Linked DNA regions of Macaca mulatta: region 2 is linked to region 1. A link is a contact called in public Hi-C data. All regions are on one chromosome and are shown on one strand. The core of a region is the stretch at or near the end of the contact, and the rest is flanking DNA. Distances in the headings are between cores, read along the strand shown. Region 1 holds the start of PJA2 (praja ring finger ubiquitin ligase 2). Region 2 holds the start of MAN2A1 (mannosidase alpha class 2A member 1).

The links. Hi-C and Micro-C count contacts between places; a contact is called where the count stands out from the background.
Region 2: a contact with region 1 is called in a Hi-C map of fetal cortex germinal zone, with 2.8 times the contacts expected there. The contact joins the promoter of MAN2A1 here to the promoter of PJA2 in region 1. A contact is called at or near these places in 3 of 14 Hi-C or Micro-C datasets (fetal cortex germinal zone, fetal cortical plate and liver).

Annotation. Positions count from the first base shown.
Region 1 is chr6:118,244,494-118,250,149 of T2T-MMU8v2.0, forward strand. PJA2 (praja ring finger ubiquitin ligase 2) reads right to left here and starts at 2,492. Exons shown (of 10, transcript XM_015140547.3): 1 at 2,378-2,492.
Region 2 is chr6:118,516,703-118,522,293 of T2T-MMU8v2.0, forward strand. It overlaps MAN2A1 (mannosidase alpha class 2A member 1), which reads left to right and starts at 2,768. Exons shown (of 22, transcript XM_015140548.3): 1 at 2,768-3,872. The coding sequence starts at 3,738. LOC114678876 reads right to left here and starts at 4,155. Exons shown (of 1, transcript XM_028849639.2): 1 at 1,138-4,155. The coding sequence starts at 3,082. The coding sequence ends at 2,723.

The sequences.
Region 1 (5,656 bases), core at 1,242-3,741:
CCCCCTTAAAGTCAGAAACAATACCATGTTTTTAGCTATCAGTGCTATTAGTTTTTAATCTATCAGTGTTCAACATTTTATAGGATGTATAATTGCAAAAGCAATGAGAAAAACACCTAAGTTATAAAAACTGAAAAGGAAACCACAAAACTGTAACTATCTCCTGATAATCAACTCAATAAAATAATTTGATACATGATAGAAAACTCAAAAGTTTGGCTATAACCAGAGAAAAGAGAGAGAGGAATGTTATTTAAAGTTTCCATCCACCACACGAATCAAACCATAAAATAGCTAGGAATACTGGGAAGGAATGTTATACGTATGAAGAAAAAAAAGAAAAACTATAAAAATTTCCCTAAGAATATAAAACAAGATGTGAATAAAATGGAGAGGCCACATTTCTGAGGAGAGAGACTCAATACTATAAAGATCAGTTGTCTCCAAATTAATCTAAAATTTCAATACAATCTTATTCAAAATAGCTAAGGATTTTTAGTTGAGTCTAAAGTTTACCTAGAAGAAGAAATGTGTAAGAAACATTCAAGAATATTTTCAACAAGAGTAATAAAGAGGGAGAAAGGGTTACCAAAATTTAAAATACGCATAATCTTTTAACTGAGCAACTCCACTTCTAGGAACCCATGCTCCAGAAATAATCACACATAGAGGAAGTTTACTGAATTGTTAACGGTGGCAGACAATCAGGATGCAAGCAGGACTAGAAGTGGAAGCGGTACTTTTTATCTTACATTCTTCCATACTGTTTAATTTTTTTAAATCAAGGATGAGTTAAAATTTGTAATTAAACATCGATCAATTAATTAGAAAGTTATTTTCACTATAAATCATTATTTGTGATACCAAAAAGAAACTACAATTAAATGTCTTTCAAAAAGGGAATAAATTATAGCCCATTCAAACTGATGAGATACCAGTTAGCCTTTAAAAAAGTATTAGGGAGACCTTTATGTAACAAGTAAAGGTGTTCAAGATATGTAAATAAGTCAATAAGCAAGCGGTATGCAAACATGTTTGGCATATGGTATAGCCTCCCTCAAAAAAAAAAAAAACTTTACCTGTACGTTTATGTGTTTAGAAGTGCATTTGTAAGAGCGTTTTGAAAAATGAACACTAAACTGTCAACTTGACACTGGAGTGGGACTGGGGGATGAAAAGAAATATTCTAATTTTACCTAACAGTCCGTTATTTACATTGTTGAAATGTACATCAAACTTGCCATGTCTGTAATGAATTTTTAAAATTAAGTGGTTATCTCATATAAAATTGACATGAATCCCAAAAGACAATTACAACACTGAAAAATATAGTTTAAACGTTTATTACTGTTATCCTCAGGTTTATTCACATACACTTCACATAATCTGTAGCCTTCAGCAAAGGTGACTGCCATTTTAAAGAAATGTGACCAAATATTTCATGATAAAACAGAATACATTAAGCCTGTAACGAAAATTTTAAACTTCACAAAACCAGCAGACTCAAAAGAAGTGCCTATGCGGATGTAAATTTTTTTTTTTTTAATATCCGGAGACAGAACTCTCAGATTACTCTTCCTCCCTGCAAAATGACTATTTACCACCTCCCTTTGCTTCAACTTGGTCTGAGCGTCTTCAAGCTCACCATTTTGAATGTGCGCAAAATGATTAACAGTCATCTGAGGGAGGCCAAATTAAAGGTGCATCTGCAAGAGGAGCTCTGGCCTGACATCGCTAACAGAGAACAGCCCTGGCGGAAGGGTGCTGATCCCGGGAGTAGAGCGACTGCTGCGGCTCGAGCGGGGTGTCTGCGTGCCGAGCCTCACTGACAATCGGGGAAAATGCAGACGCCCAGCAGAGCGACGGCAACGGAAGGCTCCTCGGGGGAGGGGGGCTGCAGGCCTGTGGCGTAAGATGGTTCCGCTCTACGCGGGGAGACGGGAAACCGGCAGAAGGGGGGTGTGAGGTGTTGGTTGGGGGGCACACTCTCGGACAGTGGCGAGTGTACGGGAAAGCCAGCGGGGTCCTTGGCCAAGTCACCAAGGACAGCAGAAGAGGCAGGAGGAAAGAGCGGCAGCGGAGACCCCGATACCAACCGATGTCATCCGTCGGGGGGCGGCGGGAGCGACCGTCCCGGATAGGAGCGCGGCCCGGGTCCGGGCTGGACAGGGCCCAGGAGGCGAAAAAGGGTTCCCACAGCCATCAACCCCACCCACCATGGCCGGCGCAGCAGGCCAGGGACAGGCCCCGCTCCTTCCCGAGGCTAGAGACAGAGAAACTGAGGAGCAGAACGCAGCAATTTCCTCGCCCCGACCCCCACACTCCCTACAGCGGAACAAGCCAGATTGGAAAAAAAAAAAAAAAAAAAAACCCTCACCGAAATGTGCAGCGGCTCCGGAGCGAGAACAGCGCTCGAACCTCCACCCGCCACCACCGCCTTCTTCTCCGCCTCCAACTCCTCCCCCGCCGAACGCGCAGCGGCTGGCGGCTGTGGCGGCGGCGGCGGCGGTGGCGGCGGCGGAAGCAGAGGCGGTGGCGGCGAGTCCCGCCCCTTGCGCCGCGGTTGAGGCGAAGGAGGAGAGTATGCAAGCCCCGCCCTCATGGCAGAGATGACCAATCGGCTTACAGGATCTCTGCCGGGGGACAATGCATACGCCCAATCAGAACCTGAGGAGTGGGCTCACGTCAATGGTTGGGACGTGGCAGAAAAAGGGAAAAATACTTGGACCTTCTCTACAGCCTGCTCCCCCATCTCCCTCAGGGGGAGTTCACCATTGGCTGAAGAGCGGAAAGACGAAGCCGACTCCGTCCCCCACCCCCAGCCGGGCCCACCTCCTTTCCCTGCAGTACTGCGACGTTTGGGGAGGGGGCGGAGCACCGTGTAGGAGCTAAAACAGCGCGGCCTTTTGTGGTTTGGGCTGAGAGAAAAGGGCGGGGTCTCAGGGAAAGGGAGGTGGGTGTGGAGAACTAACAGAAGGACTGGCGCAGTTAGGCTTTTTCGGAAATTCCAATAGCGACAACCAAAATGGAGGCGTTAAAATCGATCCTGATTTGACTGGAAACCTGATTAACAAGGTTAAGGTCTGGCATAAAGTTCAGTTACAATTCAGATATCTGTGGGAGAAAAAAAAAAAGACAGGAGGAAAGGCTCGTTTACCCACCCTGACCCTGGGCACTCTGTGGCGCTTTCCACCCTCCCTTTCCGCGCTGACCCTTGCCCCTCGCTTCTTATTCTGCTGGGGCGGGGTTCAGAGGAGGCCTGCCTTTCCTCTCCATAGCCTTGGGCTGACCACAGCCTTCCAGCTTGCATCTTGAGGCTGTTTGTCAAGCCGGGAAGTAACAGCTCCCATGACATGCAGCCAAAATAAATACAACAGCTGTAGTCCCCGGACACCTTGCTTAATTTAAACCTGGGTAACAGTTTAGTTAATTATGTCAGTGATACAAAACTGTTTCTTCGTTCCGCACATGTTCTTTTTATTCATCTTGAAACGTGTCCGCTTCTCTGATTACAGTCCCGCTGTCTTCTCTTATTCCCTACCCCCGACCCGTCGCCCGGTGCCCAGGATGTATTCATCGCGACCCCTCCCCCACGAATTAAGAGCCCCACTTCTTGTGCTGTCCCCTTAACAACTGCAAACTCTCTTGCCTGTGAACTGAGACAATTTTTTCGCTGTTGTTGGAAACAAATTACCCAAAATTTACTGTAGAAATTTAGGTTTATGAGAATTTGCCAGACATTTTGTGAAATCCCATCTGAATCCCAGCCCACTCCTGTAGTACATTTCTTACCAAGAAACCATTCCTCGCTTGATATTACCCTGCCTTTACACGTGTTGCTGTAGGAGTTCTGACTAACCATCCAAGTACCTTTTTGAAAAAAACAAAATTCATATTTTAATTACATTTCCCTAACTTCCCTTTAGGGTGTTCCAGATTGGCCCACTTGGAACATTAACCTGTTCTGGAAGGCAGGGATTCCCAAATTTCAACCTTTTTCATACTGTATCTGTGTATACTACTCACTATCCTTTTTTCTTTAAATAAATGTATGTTTTCTTTAATTTCTTTAAGAAGGAGACTTTATAAAAGTACTATAAATGGAAAACTAGCATCACCTATTATAAGTTGAAAGTAACTGTAAGAAAAATGAATGCAAAACAATGTTTTTAAATTATGGCCACAGATTGTTGCCCACTAAAGGCTCTAAGTCTAAAGACAACTCTCTTTGTTAAAAGGGCAGGCTACCAACCATTAGACACACATTAAAGATATAGCACTCAAATGGTATTTTTATCATGATGTCATCAAAGGATAGAAAAAATAGAGCCAGAATAACAATCACTTTCTCACTACATGAGTCATTGTTTTTAATCCTGCATGCATGTCCCAACTACAGTTAACCAAGGCATCATAAGTGAGCTCTTACTATGAGAAACACTGGTATGGAGGCTGAAAAAGCCTATACTCTAGAATCAAACAGACATATTCACATACTGGCTCCTGCATTTGTAGCCATGTGCCTCTGGGCAATCTACTTTGTTCTCTGACCTCAGTTTCCAATTTATTATAAATATGGGAAAGTAATAATACCAATTCATGAGTTGTATAGATTAAATAACCCTATCAATGTAAAGCATATCATGCCTACAATGAAGTACTAAATACATAATAGCTTATGTATTGTATTACTACATAGAGAGTATATATTATTCGCTTATATGTATTGTTGATTCCAGGGTTGGGAAGCACTACCTAAGGCAATGGATTGAAGGTACTACATGATATTCTGCAGTGGTTCCTAAAGTGTATTATAATCCCTACACCTACAGCATCAGCATTACTTGGGAAGTTTTAAAAAATGCAAATTCTGGCAAGGCGTGGTGGCTCATTCCTGTAATCCCAGCACTTTGGGAGGCTGAGGTAGGCAGATCACTTGAGGTCAGGAGTTCAAGACCAGCCTGGCCAACATAGTGAAACCCTGTCTGTACCCAAAAATACAAAAATTAGCTAGGCATGGTGGCACATGCCTGTAGTCCCAGCTACTCAGGAGGCTGAAGCAGGAGAATCCCTTGAACCCAGGAGGCAGAGGCTGCAGTGAGCCAAGATCGTGCCACTGCACTCCAGCCTAGGTGACAGAGTGAGACTGCCTCAAAAAAATAAAAATAAAAAATAAATATATACATAAAATGCAAATTCTCAGGTGTCAACCTCAGACTTGAATCAGAAATTCTAGGTATGTTGCCCAGCTGTATTTTTACAAGCCTTCCAGGTAATTCTGATATGCATAAATTTGATGACCACTAATTTAAATAGAAGAAGGCTCGGTCAAGGAGTGAGAGGATCTATGTTCTAATCATAGCCTTAGAGTGATGTCAGCCAAAATGAAGGTGTAAGGACCTCTGAAAATTCTCTTCAGCAATGAGAACACTGGCAAAATTGTCAGAACCAGCTTTTTTAGAACTCTGAAAATTTACCAAAGGTTTGCAGCAATCCAGGGAGTATTTATTCAAACAGCTGAATCTCTAAGAACAGTGAGTTTTGTGTCATTTTGACTTGCCCTACTCTAACAGTCACATGTCCAGGTCCACTGTAGCTTTGAAAACCAACAGCCCACAATTGTGAAAATGAGCAGGCTGGTAGCCAGCAGGGGAAG
Region 2 (5,591 bases), core at 1,518-4,017, 270 kb after region 1:
GTTGATTTGTTCCAGTAAAAATAATACATTTGAGACAGCAGCAGCAGCAATTGGAATCACTTCTTGATTAAGTTTATGAGTCCACAGTTATTCTACTAGATTTATTCTGCACTGGTGAATTAAATGAGAATAAGTATCACCACCCCTACTCCTTTTAAGGCTTTTATGGTAGCACTGATTCCTGCAATTCCTCCCAGCCATGCAGTGTTGCATCTGGTGAACTAAATGGAAGCTCCAAGAGCTCCTGGAGCTTCCATTTAGCTCTCCCTAATAATGGTCCTCTTTCTATGGCTAAATCCCAATGTGGGGATCCTGTCAGTTGCTAAGTATGTCTATTACAATTATTAGATTGATGCCAAAGTAATTGCTGTTTTTGCCATTAAAATTATGTCATTAATACATATTCCAATTATACTGGGAAAGTAGACACATAGTTGGTATGTGGACTAACAGTGGTGATTTCTGTCCCCAGGAATTAGCATCAACTCAGAGCCAGTGTTTAGTAAACCTAAAATGATCTGTGTATTTCCTTTTTGCCAATGTAGAGTCACTAGTAAATGGCCACATGTCGTTTTGGGGAAAGCTTGAAAGAATTTGCCATGTGTACTGTGGCCAAGGTGCAAGATCCTTCCTAAAGGGGACACAGATTCTCTTTCAACCAAGGGACTAAGGGTCTGTGAATTGACTTAGGTCTGAGAACTGGGAGATTGTGACTACCCACTATGGTGACTCAAGTCAGGTTTTGGCTACCTGACCTAGATCTTTACAACTGTTATAAATATCAAGCAATAATCTATTTCAACTGCCTACCTATTTTGTTCCCAGAGCAGCTTTGTAAGCCAAGGCAGTCTGATATCCTGCTGCCCTTTAAGGTAGATGTGCCCACCTTGTCTTTGTTATGTGCTGCCTGGCCTCTGCTATTCTGAGATTGTGTCATCCCCACTGAAACCAGGGAGCCCATCTAGATAGTGGCATCCTCTATAGTCAAGGTTTTCAAGCAAGTCTAGTCTCTTTAGACACTGGAGGGCAACCTACTTCCACTGATAAGAGAAAGAGTTGGAGTGTTTAAGATTGTCGGTTTCATCTGGGTCCAACCCATTTCAAGTATTGAGATTCTATTATTAAAAAATAACACCCTTTTACGTGAAAAACTGAGAATGTGTATGAATTTAATAGCAGTTATAATTTAGTAACATGAAAATTAAAATTTTGTTTCTCAGCATCATTCTTGTCGCTACAATAAACCAGAGCTTTTAGAATTCTACAGAATATCTCTGGTTCTCATGCCATAACTCTGAGAGTTAAAAAACCTGTGCTTTCATTTCTCTTTATAACTAACCACTCAAAAGAATCCATCCCACACCAGTCTTTCTAGTCACCTTTACAACCATAGCAGTCAAGTGTAGCAGCCACTTGGGCCCCCAAGGCACAGGCTTCAGTTGGCACTTCATCAGGATCAACCACAGGTAATTGCTTAATTGAGATGCCCAGCATGTCATGAATTACATTTCCCTTTGGCAACGAGCTCAAGCTCAAAACCTCAATCAAACTGACCTTTAATCCCATCTTTGCAGGTCTATTTCTTGGGACTATTCCTGGGACAGGGAAGGCTTAATAAAAAGAATTATTAACTATAATAGAGAATTAGAGTAATGAAGGATTCACTAGTGAAAAGAGAACTTCAAAGAATATAGCAACAGCAGGTATAAGGAGCTAACCTTATAACTAACTCTTGGACTGAGAGACAGAGTGCCCAATGAAGAATCTCCCCAATTCCTCCCAGGGCTAAGATCTAGACCTTTTTGGAGAGGGCATGACCTGGCTCACTGAATGGCAGAGAAGTCACCATTGGGCTACGCCTGCAAAGCTTGTGGAACATGTGCCCTCTGCAACTTGCTGCAAATACCTCTAGGGTACCAGGGAAGTTATGCATGGGGTAGTGTCTCACCTCCTCTACAAAGCTCCTGGAGTTGGGCACGGGAGAGGAAATTGCTAGTTACTGAGCACTATAGGATCTTGGCACTGGAGAAAGCCAGGTATGCTGCAAAAGCCTATCAATACACAGAAACCAGGAAGCAAAATCCTTTTTTTCTGTAATGTCTCTTCAGCGCCCTCTACTGACAAAGCTTCAGTCCCAGAAGGCAAACGAAAAACTGTTTAAAAGGCTCAGATCCATTTTTACAGTGCAGTCAAAAAGGGTGAATTTGGAGCTGAGAGGCAATCAATAACTGGCACAAGCATCACTTCTCAGATTACACTCATGGAATTCGCAGTCAGATGTTTCTACATGTGCCTGGACGGCCCTTTGTCAGTCTCCTTTCCCCCAGGTTTCAACAGGCTGTGACCAAAGGAGGAAATAGCCCGAAGAGAATGTGCAAGCCCTCTTCTCTTGCATTTCCTCCAGCCCTTCACTAAGTACTCTTCCAGGCACGCCAGGCCCGAGTGTCCTAGGATAGGAAACCTGGGCAACAAAGGGAAGTGGGGTGTAAGTTCAACCCCCTGTTGGACGTGGGGTGCTGGCGCCTGAACGCCTCCGAAGGCCTCAACTCCCAGAAAGCTGCCTGCCAGGTCACAAGAGCCTTGTGAGGTCTTCCTACCGCCGGGACACTGGGAGGCAGGCGCGGGGCGGGTCCGGCCGGTGACGCTCTGCGATTGGGCGCCGGGGGGCCCGCCCCCTCAACTCGGAGCGCCGGGAGGGGGCGGGGCCAGCCGCCCGCTCGGCTCAGGGGCTGTCGGCGCTTATTGACCCGGCGGCCGCCGCGCCGCCGCTGTCTCCTCCTGCTCGTAGCAGGCGGTGCTGGAGCGCCAAGTGGCGCTGGAGAACCGGCGCTTCCTTTCGCCGCTGCCGCCGCCATCTCCGCGTTTGTGGGGCGGGAAAGAGGGAGGGGGATCGCGGCTGCAGCTGGAGCGGGCTTCTCTCCGGGGACGGTCCTTTTCTCCCTGCTCTCCTTTTCCTTCTCCCCGCGTTGCCACCGCCCGCCCCCTGCACCTCCCCGCGCAGCCTGGGTTCGGGAGGGGGAAGGTAGAGACGGCTGGGGGCGGGAGAGGCCGGCAAGCGGATGCTAGCTCTGAGGAAACTCATCAATTCGTGCGCCCCGGAGTCCAGGGTACACACCGGCCCAGTGGCGGCGGCGGCGGCGGCGGCGGCAGGAAGGGGCTCAGTTGGGGGAGGCGGGGGCGGTGCCGCGGGGGCGGGCCCGACCGTCCCGGCTAGAAGTTGTAGGGCTAGGTTCTTCACGACCCTGTTCCTTTCTCCTCCGCTTCTCTGACCTAGCTGCGCGGCCCCGGCCCGGGAACTGCCGAACCCGCGCCTCCCCTGGGTGAGGAGGACACGCCTGCCCTCGTCGAGAAAACTTTTCCTGCCGACTCAGTTGGCGCGGCGGTGGCAGGAAGTGCGGGCAGCGACCTCTCCTCCGCCTGCCCCGCGCGCCCTGCCGGAGGTCGGCGCTGAGCTTACGATCAAGTTTGTGGGGGCCCCTTCCCAGCTGCCGGCGAGTCTCGCCTCGAGAGGGGCGCCCGGCCCCGGGGAGGGCGGCAGGCCAGGGCGAAGGCCAAGGGCGTGTGGTGGCGCCGGAGACTTAGGTGCGGAGCACGGCTGGGACTAGCACCCGCAGCCGACAGCGCGGAGGGCGCGCAGCCTGGGAGAAGGGAGCCTCCGGCGGCTGCTTCCTGGAGTCAACAGTCCGCTGTCTCCTCTGGCTGAGGACAGTGTCCTGGCCCCGAGTCTATCGAGGAAAATGAAGTTAAGCCGCCAGTTCACCGTGTTCGGCAGTGCGATCTTCTGTGTGGTGATTTTCTCGCTTTATCTGATGCTGGACCGGGGTCACTTAGACTACCCCAGGAACCCGCGCCGCGAGGGCTCCTTTCCTCAGGTAAGCACCTGGGAAGGGGGCGCGGGGCTCCGAGGGGCCAGGCGTGCGGGCCCCTGGTTACCGGGGGGGCCAGGCGTGCGGGCTCCTGGTTACCGGCTCCTCCCCGACCTCTTCCTCCTGCCGCGGCCCCACACCGGTGCTGGGCGAGGCCAGGCCAGGGGAGGGTCCCAGCCGCCGCCAGCCGGGGCTCTGTAGCTCTCGGACGGCAATGATCATCTCTTGGGAGCCATCTCGCCCGGGCGCGCCGAGTTAACAAAGTGCCGGGCGGCGTGCGGCGGCGGCATCGCTCTCAGGGAAGTGGCCATGTTCCGGCATTCGCACCCGGCCTGTTGGGGTGGCTTCGGGCACCTGCTGGCGGGGGAACGGGCGCGGCGTGAGGCGCCCCCCCAGCCCGGGGCCCGCGTATGGCGGTGGGGTCGTTCTCGGCTCTTACGGGGTTAAGTCGCCCGCACAGTCCAGACCCCTACGCTCACCGAGTCTCGGAAATGGATCAAACCGACCCCACCTAGCCTTATTATTATTTTTTTTCTTCCCCACTGCCTCTGAAGAGAGAGAAGTTTATTTCGTGTTGCAGCCGTTTTAGATGTGAATCTGTAGGTTGATTTTAGTGTCGTCATTCTTCAGCTATTACCTCTGGATTGTTTGTAGCAGACATGGGGAACCGAGTGGGGAAGCGCGTGTTATACTCCGGCCGAAAGCTGTGGGGCGCTCAGCCCTGCGTCCAGTGGTAAAATTGGTAAATGAGTTGGGAAAACGACCCATCCAAAGTCTTATTTAAAGTTACCGAAAATAAGCAAAGCGGACACAATCTGTTCCCTTTGGAAGGGTACCCGCCGCGCGGCATGTGCGAGTTCAGTTTCAAGTTATTTGCCAATAACCTGTGCACTTCAGAAATTGGGGTGGAACTGGGTATTATGTAGTGTGCTCTGGAACGGATGAACCTGAAGAACTCAAACCCTGACAGGGCAATCTAACTATTCCTACTTGACTTACGAGAGAGAGAGAAGCCTAGACGTGAAGTTGATTTTTTTTTCTCTTTTGTGACAACTTAAATGACCAAAGAATATTCTTGCCATTTTTTTTCTATTATGCTAGAGCAAATGGCATGAATTTAATTGAGATTAAAGGACAAACTTTACTGGAATTATTTTGAAAGTGAAAAAAGACCCTTTTATGGGTGCTATCATCAATACAGAGCACTCAACATGTTTTGTCGGTGAGAGGTATTAAAAATCTTGCTGCAGAGAGATGTATCAAAATTTTAAAAGCCTCTGCTTTCCTTAGGTAGTATGACAGAGAAAATAGAAACAAGCACTATGGGCATCTTTAAATCTTGAGCTCAAAGCTTGTCCAGTGCTTCTTGATGAGGTTGGAGAGAACAGTTGGAAAAAGGTAAGGAGTTTTAAGCTTAGCTTGATATGTTGTGTAATTTTGGGATTGAAATTACTGTAATTTTTTTCCCTCCAGTAACCTCATTTTCAGAATTTCCTCCATTACAAGAAAATCATAAAAAGTGATATATTTTACTTAAAGCATTTCCTTAAATAATGTCCTTTGGCTTTGGCTTGATGATCACTTGAAAATGATTTATGCAAACATCTGGACCTGGGTTTTCTGGCAACCTTGACATTTTCTCTATTTCTAAAGACGTGAGTGACTCATTCAGTTACTGGGAAATCTTAGGCAAAGCTAATTCCAATATTGTAATACCCATCCTTA